Regions from separate parts of the Salmo salar genome. Here region 1 is linked to region 2. A link is a contact called in public Hi-C data. All regions are on one chromosome and are shown on one strand. Each heading gives the region's core, a stretch centred on a gene start, on an enhancer-like site or on the middle of the called end of the contact. The rest is flanking DNA. Distances are from core to core; before and after follow the strand shown.

Region 1 (7,282 bases), core at 3,611-6,110, 160 kb after region 2:
AATGATCATGCTGTTTAATCAGCTTATTTTTATGCCACATGTTAGGTGGATGGATTATCTTGGCAAAGGAGAGATGCTCACTAACAGGGATGTAAACAAATATGTGCACAACATTTGAGAGAAACATTTTGTGCATATGGGAAATTAATGCGATCTTTTATTTCTGCTCATGAAACATGGGACTAACACTTTACATGTTGCGTTTATAGTTTTGTTCAGTATATGTTTAAGAATGTTCAAACTAGTTTTCATTTGGAAGGTAAATAAAGTGTTTTTATCAAAGCAATCACTTTTGCATGTGAAAACACAGAATTCTACTCATTACTCCACGTGCTTAACCTATGTCACTTTTGTATTCCGAACAGAGCACCGGGCTCACGAGGCAGCCCAGTTCCAACACTAATGCAATCAACTTCAACACTTTGACTAGGGCCAGGCCTTAGCCATTAATAGAATCCCCTCTATGCTAGGTGTAGCTAACAGTGTTCAGCCAATTAGGTGATCCTTAACAAAGAGTCATGCTCTGGTCCATTTGTACAATGTGCAGTGTTGTACCTGCTGGCTCAAGGGCCGAATAAATGTGCTAGCCGACGTAGCCTACAATGTGCGTCCAGATGATAGTGGACCCGTCAAAAGACAGGTAAATGGCGACCACTAGCGGCTGTCCAGGCTGTGTTGTTTGGTCCTCCCTTTAGGATTTGTAAAAGCTGTTTATTAGGCTACAGATTACATACATTATGGTGAACTTCACAGGGAGGTGAAAGTGCATGGTGATGATCTTGATGCTCATTTCTAATAAATGTATTTCTATAACCATATTGCACTTTTCTAAGATTTTTTTTCTTCACAAGCAGGAAGCACAGGATATACTGCGAACACCCGACAAGGCCGACATACCCGTTATTGGCAAGAGAAAGAGACGCAGGTACAGAGGACACAGAGCGGGATGCCTCATAAAAATCCGGAGAAGGCGAGTGGGAAACCTGCCATTACCGTCAATATTACTCGCCAATTTACAATCATTGGACAATACATTAGATGAGGTACGATCACGAATATCCTACCAACGGGACATAAACTGTAACATCTTATGTTTCACGGAATCGTGGCTGAATGATGACATGGATATTCAGCTAGCAAGATATACGCTGCACCGGCTAGATAGAACAGCACACTCCGGTAAGACGAGGGGGGGGCGGTCTGTGCATATTTGTAAACAGCTGGTGCGCGAAATCTAAGGAAGTCTCTAGATTTTGGAGTATAGTAAGTAGAGAGTATCTTATGATAAACTGCAGACCACACTATTTGCCAAGAGAGTTTATCTATATTTTTCATGGCTGTTTATTTACCACCACAGACAGACGCTGGCACTAAGACCGCACTCTGTCAGCTGTAATAAGGAAATAAGCAAACAGGAAACCGCTCAACCAGAGGCGGCGCTCCTAGTTGCCGGAGACTTTAATGCAGGGAAACTTAAATCAGTTTTACCTCATTTCTATCAACATGTTAAATGTGCAACCAGAGGTAAAAAATTCTAGATCACCTGTACTCCACACACACAGATGCGTACAAAGCTCTCCTTCGCCCTCCATTTCGTAAATCTGACCACAATTCTATCCTCCTAATTCCTGCTTACAAGCAAAAATTAGAGCAGGAAACATCAGTGACTCAGTCTATAAAAAAGTGGTCAGATGAAGCAGATGCTAAGCTACAGGACTATTTTGCTAGCACCGACTGGAATATGTTCCGGGATTCTTCCAATTGCATTGAGGAGTACACCACAAGTCACTGGCTTTATCAATAATTGCATCGAGGATGTCGTCCCCACAGTAACTGTACGTACATACCCCAACCGGAAGCCATGGATTACAGGCAACATTCGCACTGAGCTAAAGGGTAGAGCTGCCGCTTTCAAGGTGCGTGACTCTAACCTGGAAGCTTATAAGAAATCCTGCTATGCCCTCCGACAAATCAACAAACAGGCAAAGCACCAATACAGGGCTAAGATTGAATTGTACTACACCGGCTCCGACGCTCGTCTTATGTGGCAGGGCTTGCAAACTATTACTGACTACAAAGAGAAGCACAGCCACGAGCTGCCCAGTGACACAAACCTACCAGACGAGCTAAATCACTTTTATGCTCGCTTCGAGGCAAGCAACACTGAGGCATGCATGAGAGCATCAGCTGTTCCGGATGACTGTGTGATCACGCTCTCCGTAGCCGACGTGAGTAAGACCTTTTTAAACGGGTCAACATTCACAAGGCCGCGGGGCCAGACGGATTACCAGGACATGTGCTGACCAACTGGCAGGTGTCTTCACTGACAATTTCAGCATGTCCCTGTCTGAGTCTGTAATACCAACATATTTCAAGCAGACCACCATAGTCCCTGTGCCCAAGAACACTAAGGCAACCTGCCTAAATGACTACAGACCCGTAGCACTCACGTCCGTAGCCATGAAGTGCTTTGAAAGGCTGGTAATGGCTCACATCAACACCATTATCCCAGAAACCCTAGACCCACTCCAATTTGCATACCGCCCAAACAGATCCACAGATGATGCAATCTCTACTGCACTCTACACTGCATTTTCCCACTGGACAAAAGGAACACCTACGTGAGAATGCTATTCATTGACTACAGTTCAGCGTTCAACACCATAGTACCCTCAAAGCTCATCACTAAGCTAAGGATCCTGGGACTAAACACCTCTCTCTGCAACTGGATCCTGGACTTATTGACGGGCTGCCCCCAGGTGGTGAGGGTAGGTAGCAACACGTCTGCCACGCTGATCCTCAACACTAGAGCCCCTCAGGGGTGCGTGCTCAGTCCCCTCCTGTACTCCCTGTTCACCCACGACTGCGTGGCCAGGTATGACTCCAATTTTGCAGACGACACAACAGTGGTAGGCCTGATCACTGACAACGCCGAGACAGCCTATAGGGGGGAGGTCGGAGACCTGGCCGGGTGGTGCTAGAATAACAACCTATCCCTCAACGTAACCAAGACTAAGGAGATGATTGTGGACTACAGGAAAAGGAGGACCAAGCACGCCCCCATTCTCATCGACGTGGCTGTAGTGGAGCAGGTTGAGAACGTCAAGTTCCTTGGTGTCCACATCACCAACAAACTAACATGGTCCAAACACACCAACACAGTTGTGAAGAGGGCACGACAAAGCATATTCCCCCTCAGGAATCTAAAAAGATTTGGCACGGGTCCTCAGATCTTCAAAAGTTTCTACAGCTGCAACATCGAGAGCATCCTGACTGGTTGCATCACTGCCTGGTACGGCAACTGCTCGGCCTCCGACCGCAAGGCACTACAGAGTGTACGGTGTCAGAGGAAGGCCCTAAAAATTGTCAAAGATCCCACCCACCCCAGTCATAGACTGTTCTCACTACTACCGCATGGCAAGTGGTACCGGAGCGCCAAGTCTAGGACTAAAAGGCTTCTCAACAGCTTTTACCCCCAAGCCATAAGACTCCTGAACATGTAATCAAATGACTACCCGGACTATTTGCATTGTGTCGTCCCCCCCTCTTTTACACTGCTGCTACTCTCTGTTTATCATATATGCATAGCCACTTTAACTATATATTTCATGTACATTCTACCTCAATTAGCCCGACTAACCGGTGCCTCTGCAGATTGGCTACCCGGACTATATGCATTGTGTCCTGCCACCCACCACCCGTGAACCCCTCTTTTATGCAACTGCTACTCTCTGTTTATCATATATGCATAGTCACTTTAACCATACCTACATGTACATACTACCTCAATTAGCCTGACTAACCGGTGCCTGTATATAGCCTCGCCACTGTATATAGCCTCGCTACTGTTATTATTCACTGTCTTTTTACAGTTTTTTTTATTTCCTTACTTATCTATTGTTCACCTAATACCAATTGTTTTTACTTCACTGTAAGGTCTACACCTGTTGTATTCGGTGCACGTAACAAACTTTGATTTGATGTGTTATCTTTGTACAATGGATAAAGGCCATGATTTCTCATCTGCAGCAGAAATAAGGACTGAGACACAGGTGAGACGGGTGCGTATAAAGCTTCTCAGAGCGGTAGTGCTGATCTAGGCTCAGGTTCTACCTTTTTTCAATATGACTTAAAAGGTCAAACTGATCCTAGATCTGCACTCCTACCCAATTTGTAAGTCGCTCTGGATAAGAGCGTCTGCTAAATGACGTAAATGTACTCTTAGATGCTTTGTGATTATGGGCCTGGTGCAACTTATAAATGTTGAACTAAAGTTTGGACACTGATCTGTTTTTAAAAAAACATTATAGTTTGATGGTGGGATTCGCAACATGACTGGGTTTGAGGTTCATTACAAAGTGCATTGCTGAGATGCCAAGCAGGTTTTACAGGTGGTCGGCCTACTGTGCATTTCCTGTCTGTGATTGTATTCTTTCTTTCTCCAGAGTTGTGCAGCGGTTTAAGGCACTGCATCTCAGTGCTAGAGGTGTCACTACAGACCCTGGTTCGATTCCAGGCTGTATCACAACCAGCCGTGATTGGGAGTCCCATAGGGCGGCGCACAATTGGCCCAGCGTCGTCCAGGTTAGTGTTTGGCCGAGGTAGGCCGTCATTGTAAGTAAGAATTTGTTCTTGACTGACTTGCCTGGTTAAATGACACTCTCCTGTGTGATGCAATAAAATAGGTAGCCTACAAATAAATAAATAAATTGTATAATGAACCAGATTTATTCTATCAATAGCACCAACATATCAACGTCCCAACATATCAATAGTGACCTCTGTCGGCTGATTATGAAATGGAAATGAATAGCTAGATATTTTCGCTATCTGACTACATTACCCAGATGTCCCCAAATCAATTTATCAACCAATGAATGTTGTCCATGTGCAACCGGTAGCTAGCTAGGTCAAATGGACTGTCTCTTTATCGAAAGAATAATAACAATATTGGACAGTGGTACAACAATGTAGTTAGCCATTGGGAATAGCCAGTTACAGACGAGATTTAAACTTAACTCACGTTACCTTGCTACAGCATTTGCACAAGGTAAAGTAACTATTGTCACTCTTCATGTTGTTATTTCTAAGCACGAACGCAAGTGTCCGTGCTAGCTAGCTTACGCGGCAACCTACTAGCTACGTTAGCTTGCTCGGTTTTAGTCAGCTAACGCTAGCGACATACTTCAATGATAGCTATGGGTTGTGTATGTCATGGTAGTACATTCAATGTGTAGTATTCTGACAATATTCCGGGGTGTACGTCGTTGCCAAGTAAAACTCAACTCAAATGGAAACTAGCTAGCTACGCCACAACGCGGAGTTGAGGTTGACTTGTTGGCTCTCCGGGGTGTTGCAAATGTCTTGATCATAACCAGCTAACGTTAACGTAGCTAGCTAGTTCACGTTAGCTACGTGCCAGTTAGCTGCTAAGTAACTTTACTAGCAAGCTAACTAAACACATTTCCTCGAATTTTCCCTTTTCTTTAGCGAAGGTCAATGTGTCTTATAGTTAACTTGGCTAGCTATAGTAATAAGAAATCATTCGTCTTCATCCGTTTGTTTAGTCGTTATTGATTTACCAGACGTAGCTACCTACGGTTTAGTGCTTGGTAAAAGGCCAGGGTGATCAATAAAACGTCATAAGGTGCAGACCCCCCCCCCCCAGCTCCGCTAAAAGCTTTGACAACTGCCTGCGGTTTTCAAGGGATCGTTAAATACATGTCAACTATTTGGTTGCAATATCATCACCTCTTCAAGAACATAGCCAGAACTACACATATTATTCCATGCAAAACAATTGCGAACATTTAGCGCTATCAGAATTACACCGCAATTAACTGCTTTCATGGTCAGTACACGTAAATTCATCATGTCATTTCAGATACGTGAGTGTAGCCTCACGATATCTCTCAATATTGGCCACAATTAATTGGATATTTGAGTGATATAAAAGTGAACTATACCTGACGGGTATGAGCTGTTTAGGTTAATTTCCCATCCTGTATTAAGAGAAATACATTAGGTCTACCTACCCATATGTTTAACCAATTGCGCAAAGTTTCTACCAGTAGACATAATTGCAAAGTAGTTTCTACTTTGCAATTATATCTACTGGTAGAACATTTTCAGTTGGTTGAAAATATTGGTAAGTAGACCTAAAATTACTTTTTTTTTCTCCAACGTAACGTTAAGCCTACCCAGCTTAGTTACCCAACATGATCCCCTTTTCATTGTTTTTAAGAGTGTTTAATCAAGATTGCAGCTGACAAACATGATAGGCTATGTGTCAAATTGTCTAGCTAGCATATTAGGGATAGCTTGTTACATTAACGTTATCTTTCAGGGGATAAACTAGATGGCTGTATTTGGTCGCCATCTATAGTGCTGAAGACAGTAGTCCGATTTACAACTTGACCAGGAGGATTTACCCATGTAAAGCTCTTTCCAAAAGCTTAATCTCTGATGAAGCAAACTAAATGACACGCTAAGTACAGTACATGCCAATAGGTGAGGGTAGCCTATCCAATCTGAAAATAGATGCTCAATTGATGTTTACTGATTATATAGTTAAATTATAGGAAATGTGTAGTTCTGACTGCTCTTCAAGAGGTGATGATATTAAAGCCAAATAGATAACATTTGTTTAGCAATCCCTTGAAAACGGCATGTAGTTGTCAAATCTTCATTGACCTATCAAAGTCTTTCTATACTGTTGATCACTCCCCGCTAATTCAGAGGCTTTTCTCAAATGGCCTAGACCAGGCTGCATGTAACCGGTTTAAAAATGACTTGACAGATAGAACTCAATGCGTATCTACTGATGGTGTTAAATCAGGTTTCCTGAATATTACGAAAGATGTCCCACAGGGGTCGATTATAAGTATATGTTGTATATGTTCTCAAGAGCGCATAGAAATAACTCTGATTTAAGCATATGTACTTTGAAAGGTGTCCATATTAGTACCAACATATATACTTTGAAAGGTGTCCATCCCTGCTTACAGATATCTGGATAGATGAAAAAATAACTCCTTGATAAAATAAAGGTTAAATAAATACAAATGTCAGCGGCACTGGGGGTCTCCTTGCTCCCCAGCTGCCAAATTGTACGCTCTGCACGGTATTGTGACGGTTTATTGATAACGACCTTTAGCTTAGGTAACTAATTAATAGGTTTTCTCAATGTTTTTTGTAATGGTGTGACCCTGCCTTTTGCTCTACCCCAGACATTGTGCCAAGCGTGTGTCCCTGCTCCTGTGACACATCTGGCCAACATGTC
Region 2 (7,151 bases), core at 635-3,134:
AAGGTCAAGGGGCGTGGTTTAATGAGCAGCAAATAGGGTTGGGCGGTATCCCGATTTTCATACCGTCATACCGTTTCTGTACCATACCGTATGAGTTATTACCGAATGTGCACACTAGGGGGCAAACATTTTATGACCACTTTTTTTTACACACAAAACAATTTAGGCAACAGGGATCTTGATCCAGGAGGGGATTGAATGTCTCTGCTGTAATGTCTCTGCTGTTTGTTTTAAAACAACATAGAAAATCCTACCGTTGGTATTTCAAAATACCCTGGTATACGGTATAAACGGTATATTGCACAAGTCTAGCAGCCAAGTCACTAACCAAACCAATCAGATGTGTTCGTATTTGTCCAACCCCGGGGACAACTTTCATAAAATATAAGGCTAATGTGCTCTTAGCGCAGGCTTTTACAGTCTGTTACAATAGCCTTTTTCATTGCAGGTCTATGTAAGGACTCGACTTACCTTTTCTTATTTCAAATCCCATTTACTCCTACCGTACTGATCAAATCGGCTTGAGATCAACAGGCACGTACGTGCACAGCACAGGAGGTTGGTGGCACCTTAATTGGGGAGAACGGGCTCGTTGCAATGACTGGAGCGGAATAAGTGGAGAGGTAACAAATACATCAAACACAGGGTTTCCAGGTGTTTGATGCCATTCTATTTGCTCCTTTCCGGCCATTATTATGAGCCGTCCTCCCCTCAGCAGCCTCCTGTGATGCACAGGTCTACAAGTTCCACAGCATACCTGCCTAAATCCCTCTCCCCCCACCCACCTTGTGTGAAAGTAACCCTCCGAATACAAATATGATTAAGCTATCGAGTTTTAGATATTGGATGGTAGAAACTAGACATATGTGCCCTTTCTTGACTTTAATCTGCCCCCCTACAGCGAATACCTCTGCCCGGCCCAGCTCGGGAGACCTCCAATCTGTCAGTATGCAACTTCAAAGAACGGAAGTTCAGAGGTCAAGGCACTTATATAAGGCTTCTTGAGGAGCCAAAACGGGGGGTGTAACGGAGGGAAGTGTGTACATGGAAAAAGAGTGGTCTGCGTCCCAAATGGCACCCTATTCCCTACGAAGTGCACTACTTTTGACTGGTCGAAGGTAGTGCACTTTATAGGGAACAGGGTGCCATTAGGGCTCCAACCGGAGTGTGACAGGAAGCCAGGCATTCACCTTGGCGTGACTGATATCCTGACCCTTCCTCATTTAAAAGGACATTGTTCTCTCAGGCCAGCGAGGGGGAGACCGAGAGACAGAAGCCGACGAGGGGGAGACCGATAGACAGAAAGGCAGGAAGGTGGGGGGGGGTATGTATGCCTGTGTGTGTGAGCATGTGAGCGCGTGCACATCTGTGTGTGTGGAAGTGTCTAAATGTTGCAAAGGAGAACTTGCCCAATACATACAGTAACATTGCCATACTTGATTTGAACTTTGCCCATCAATTACAAATGGCAGGCATTGCAAAACATTCTGTGCCAGGGTTAAATGTGTCCTGTAGTGTTGGGAGTAGTCTATGATTTGTGTTTCATCATCACATGGGCTGCAATCTTTATCTTGTGCTTCTTGGTGTCAGTCAAGGCAGGGTGTGGTGTGTCTGTGCATGTAGGATGGTGGGGGGTGGGGGTAATGTGTGTGTGCATGTAGGATGGTGGGGGGTGGGGGTAATGTGTGTGTGCATGTAGGATGGTGGGGGTTGGGGGGTAATGTGTGTGTGTATGTATCTGCTTATGGTTTTTCAGTGATTTCAGACCTCCCCTTTCAGACCGTTCCATTCTACCACCACAGATACACAGCTACAGTGTACTGTATACACACACTCTTCTGTTGTCCTTAGCAACCACCACAGAGAAACTCCCCCCAAGCCGTTGCTTCGTGTGCTGGGACCACAGTGGTGAATACAGTCTATTTTTCTCTCTCTTTCCTTCTCCTCTCTCTCCTTATTTCTCTCCTCTCTCTCTCTCTCTTCTCTTCGATGTTCTCTCTCTAATTCCTTTCTCTCTCTTTACCTCCATCTTTCTCTCTCTTTACCTCTATCTTTCTCTCTCTCCGTCTCCCTCTAATTCCTTTCTCACTCTCTCCCTCCCTCCCTCCATCTCTCATTCTTTTTTCCCTCTCTTCTTGTCTTTCTCTTTTTCTCTGTCTCTCTCTATTACCATCTCTTTCCTCCCTCCCCTCTCCCTTTCTCCCTCCCTCCCTCCCTCCTTCATTCACTTAGTCTTAGTCATGGAGAGAGTGGTGCAGCTAGCTCCGAGACATGGCCTGTGGAAAAGTCATCTGTCTCAAAGGTGTTTACAGTGCGGTTACACTCACACTCGCTGAGTGCCTCTGCCACCCACTTAGAGTGTGCGTGTGTGTAGGCGCGAGCACACGTGTGTGTGTGTGTGTGTGTGTGTGTGTGTGTGTGTGTGTGTGTGTGTGTGTGTGTGTGTGTGTGTGTGTGTGTGTGTGTGTGTGTGTGTGTGTGTGTGTGTGTTTGTGTGTGTGTGTGTGTGGGCGGTCTATCCACAATAATTCAACACCACACAATGCACTCCAGTGTACATACTGTACTGAACGTTAAACTCATGTGGAACAACATCGAGCGTGAACGTTCAGTCTGGTTTAACCAGGCTACGTCATCTCCTTTTGAGTACAAACATTCTAAACAATAGTATGTAGAAAGACTATTTACAGGATGTAGAAAGGCCTTTGACTATCCACCTATGACTACCAACACTAACACACGCAAAGGCCTCTTTTGTTAAACATGTATCTGCTTTGCTGCAAGCGGCACAAACGGGCAGTGGGGGGCTGGCGAGGCTAGCTAAGTCAAAAACAGGTGACCCATGTTGAACTGCTGCCTGCATGCCTTGTCATTGTGTTGCGGTGGGGGGGTGGGGGCTAGGTGGGTGGGGGGGGTGCTCATATGCTGAGATCAGCTGGCTGCAACCCCGTGCCGTCAGCACAAATAAGTCCCACTCTTTCACTAACAAGCCTACGTGTGTGTCCCCCCTCTCTCTCTCTCTCTCTGTCTCTCTCTCTTTCCCAACCTCCCTCTCTTCCCCCTCTCTCTCTGGCTTTCCAGTATCCGCAACCCTATTCTGCTTTTGGCCTGTTTTTCTGCCTTGTGGAATGATTTGGTGGTGTGATGTGCAAGTTTAATCCATGTGCAAAAATTATGTAGGTGGGTACAATAAAAATTCCTAGACAATTATCCTTCATGTTGTAATTGTAATATTAATGTCCTCATCACCATCACCACTATACTTTACTACATGTATATTCCCGAGTCAATATTCATATCATAAGAAGGAATTCCCCTGGACCACGCCCACAGATTAGGAAAACAAACATTCTTTAACATTGACCCCCATTGTAAAAGAGCCAACAAGTACACTCTCGCTATACAATTTTTTGTTCATCCGGACCTACGGTTCATGTAGGAAATAGAGCCTGCGAGAAGAGCCCTGTGGCTTCAGCCTTTTCGGCGTGGGAAAGTGGGAAATGTGGGGATCCACTACCCAAGTAGACTTCTCATAGCTATGTGTGTGCAAAACATTTAATCACAGGTAAAACATTTAACTTGTTTCGTATAGTCTGTTTGTAACTTCAGTCACTACTAGTAGCTGTATAGTCTGTTTGTATTGTTGGTCTTGGCTAGCTTAATGTTTTAGTTGGTAGCTAGCTAGCACTCACTAGCGCCATTATGAAAAGGTGCATGAGGGAAGCCCTACAATATTACGTTTTTCTAAGCATGGGGAGAATGCTCGGGAGCAAAGATGAAAAGTAATATTTAGACATGCTGTACTTTTCTTAAATGTAGTTTGTAGTTGACTAAAACAAGCAAACAACAAGAAAATCACGTTTGAAAAATGTAAAGTTTTTGCTTTGAGACAATTAGGTAACCAAGGTAACCATGGTTTGTTTTCCCCCAAGGCGGGCGGGGCCGCTACGTTCTATCTAATACCGACAGGGAGTATCTGCCTGTCCTTGAGTCTATGCTTTGTCAATATTTCCACATTCCGACCTCAGCAGGAAAAATAAATTGCACTTTACAAACAGGCATGTGTCAGAGGACCTCGTTTGACCGCGGCAAGGCTCGAGGACCCGGGTGAGGCTCACCATGGAAGCTTTCCTCCAGCCCAGCCCAGCCCAGCCCCAAAACCCAAATCGCAGTAGAACCACTCATCACTGCCATGTGTACAGCTTCTTTACTGTGTGTGTGTGAGAGTGAGTGTGTGTGTGTGTGTGTGTGTCTGCCGGGCTACAGAGGAATTCCTCTCTCACCAACACTCTCTCTCTGTCCTCCTCCTTTTTCAGTTTTCATGGAGCAAAAACAGTTTTACATTCTTCTTTGCATACATCTGAACTTTTATGCATTGCGAAAATGTCGCTCTTTAGCACAGAAGCAGAAAGAAACCAAATATCCCTTTTAGGAATAATTTCATGCCCTTCAATTTAAGTCTCTTTGAGCCCTGGTCAAAAGTAGTGCACTATGTAGGGATTAGGGTGCCATTTGGGACGCAACCTTAAATGAAAGAAATGTCCTGCCTTGAAATAGAAATCCTTCACTGGACTAACGTTTGAATGAATTGCACTACTTTCCAAAGCAAACCACTGACTGAAGATCGTATTAGGCCTAGTCTGGGATGCTGATCTAAAGTCAGTTGTGTGTTCCCCCTCTAATGGTTAAGATTACAATTGGGAGAGGGGAGGCTGATCGTGGATCTGTGCCTAAGGGGCGTGTGTGTGTGGGAAAGCATGCGATGGGCAAACAGTGACAGAGCCTCTGGGGGAGAATGGCAGCTCCTTTTTTCCATTCTGATTTTCCCCTGGCCCTTTGAGAGAGAGAGAGAGAGAAAATAGACACAGTGAGAAAAAGAGAGAAATATAGAGAGAGAAAGAAAATAGAGAGACAGAGAAAGAGAAAAAAACTAGAGAAAGAATGAAAGAAAGAGAGAAAATACAGAATGAAAGAAAGAGCAAGAGAAAATAAAGAAAGAAAGAAAAAAATGTGGAAAGAGAAAGAGTAATACAGTAGGGGAGAAAGAGCGAGCGAGGAAGAGAGAGAGAGAGAGAGAGAGAACGTCGGAGTCACAGAGGGAGAGGAGAGAAGAGATTGCTATATAAAGTTATGGCATGCCGGAGGTCCCTCGGGGGGAACGGAGCGCGATGAATCACAAGCTCTGTTGTTGAGACATCTCTCCTCCTCTGCCCTGTGATCACGAACTGGCCACGCAACACCTTCTCTGACTCCCCTGTTATTCCTGTTGGGGATGAGTACACTCTGACTCCCCTATGTTATTCCTATTGGGGATGAGTACACTCTGACTTCCCTATGTTATTCCTATTGGGATGAGTACACTCTGACTCCCCTATGTTATTCCTATTGGGGATGAGTACATTCTGACTCCCCTATGTTATTCCTATTGGGGATGAGTACACTCTGACTCCCCTATGTTATTCCTATTGGGGATGAGTACACTCTGAATCCCCTATGTTATTCCTATTGGGGATGAGTACACTCTGACTCCCCTATGTTATTCCTATTGGGGATGAGTACACTCTGACTCCCCTATGTTATTCCTATTGGGGATGAGTACACTCTGACTCCCCTATGTTATTCCTATTGGGGATGAGTACACTCTGACTCCCCTATGTTATTCCTATTGGGGATGAGTACACTCTGACTCCCCTATGTTATTCCTATTGGGGATGAGTACACTCTGACTTCCCTATGTTATTCCTATTGGGGATGAGTACACTCTGACTTCCCTATGTTATTCCTATTGGGGATGAGTACACTCTGACTCCCCTATGTTATTCCTATTGGGGATGAGTACACTCTGACTTCCCTATGTTATTCCTATTGGGGATGAGTACCCTCTGACTTCCCTATGTTATTCCTATTGGGGATGAGTACACTCTGACTCCCCTATGTTATTCCTATTGGGAATGAGTACACTCTGACTCCCCTATGTTATTCCTATTGGGGATGAGTACACTCTGACTCCCCTATGTTATTCCTATTGGGGATGAGTACACTCTGACTTCCCTATGTTATTCCTATTGGGGATGAGTACACTCTGACTCCCCTATGCTGTTCCTATTGGGGATGAGTACACTCTGACTCCCCTATGTTATTCCTATTGGGGATGAGTACACTCTGACTTCCCTATGTTATTCCTATTGGGGATGAGTACACTCTGACTCCCCTATGCTGTTCCTATTGGGGATGAGTACACTCTGACTCCCCTATGTTATTCCTATTGGGGATGAGTACACTCTGACTCCCCTATGTTATTCCTATTGGGATGAGTACACTCTGACTCCCCTATGTTATTCCTATTGGGGATGAGTACCATCTGACTCCCCTATGTTATTCCTATTGGGGATGAGTACACTCTGACTCCCCTATGTTATTCCTATTGGGATGAGTACACTCTGACTCCCCTATGTTATTCCTATTGGGGATGAGTACCATCTGACTCCCCTATGTTATTCCTATTGGGGATGAGTACACTCTGACTCCCCTATGCTGTTCCTATTGGGGATGAGTACACTCTGACTCCCTTATGTTATTCCTATTGGGGATGAGTACACTCTGACTCCCCTATGCTGTTCCCTTTGGGATGAGTGCCCTTTGACTCCCCTATGCTGTTCCCATTGGGATGAGTACACTCTGACTCCCCTATGCTATTCCTATTGGGGATGAGTACACTCTGACTCCCCTATGCTGTTCCTATTGGGGATGATTACACTCTGACTCCCCTATGCTGTTCCCTTTGGGATGAGTGCACTTTGACTCCCCTATGCTGTTCCCATTGGGATGAGTACACTCTGACTCCCCTATGCTATTCCTATTGGGGATGAGTACACTCTGACTCCCCTATGCTGTTCCTATTGGGGATGATTACACTCTGACTCCCCTATGCTGTTCCCTTTGGGATGAGTGCACTCTGACTCCCCTATGCTGTTCCCATTGGGATGAGTGCACGTTGACTCCCCTATGCTGTTCCCTTTGGGATGAGTGCACTCTGACTCCCCTATGCTGTTCCCATTGGGATGAGTGCACTCTGACTCCCCTATGCTGTTCCCTTTGGGATGAGTGCACTTTGACTCCCCTATGCTGTTCCCATTGGGATGAGTGCACTT

The links. Hi-C and Micro-C count contacts between places; a contact is called where the count stands out from the background.
Region 1: a contact with region 2 is called in a Hi-C map of gill, with 5 times the contacts expected there. The contact joins the promoter of coasy here to the enhancer-like site in region 2. A contact is called at or near these places in 2 of 3 Hi-C or Micro-C datasets (gill and muscle).

The regions. Positions count from the first base shown.
Region 1 is chrssa19:61,193,086-61,200,367 of Ssal_v3.1, forward strand. It overlaps coasy (CoA synthase), which reads left to right and starts at 4,861. Exons shown (of 10, transcript XM_014158720.2): 1 at 4,861-5,050; 2 at 7,230-7,282. The coding sequence starts at 7,278.
Region 2 is chrssa19:61,033,132-61,040,282 of Ssal_v3.1, forward strand. The region is part of intron 1 of cavin1 (caveolae associated protein 1); the gene reads right to left. Among protein-coding and RNA genes, the nearest start is that of cavin1, 16 kb to the right of the region's middle. Within about 2 kb of position 1,885, at least 3 of the 13 cell types and tissues checked have an H3K27ac peak or open chromatin away from gene starts, as enhancers often do. A contact at or near this core is called in gill, where this site is marked.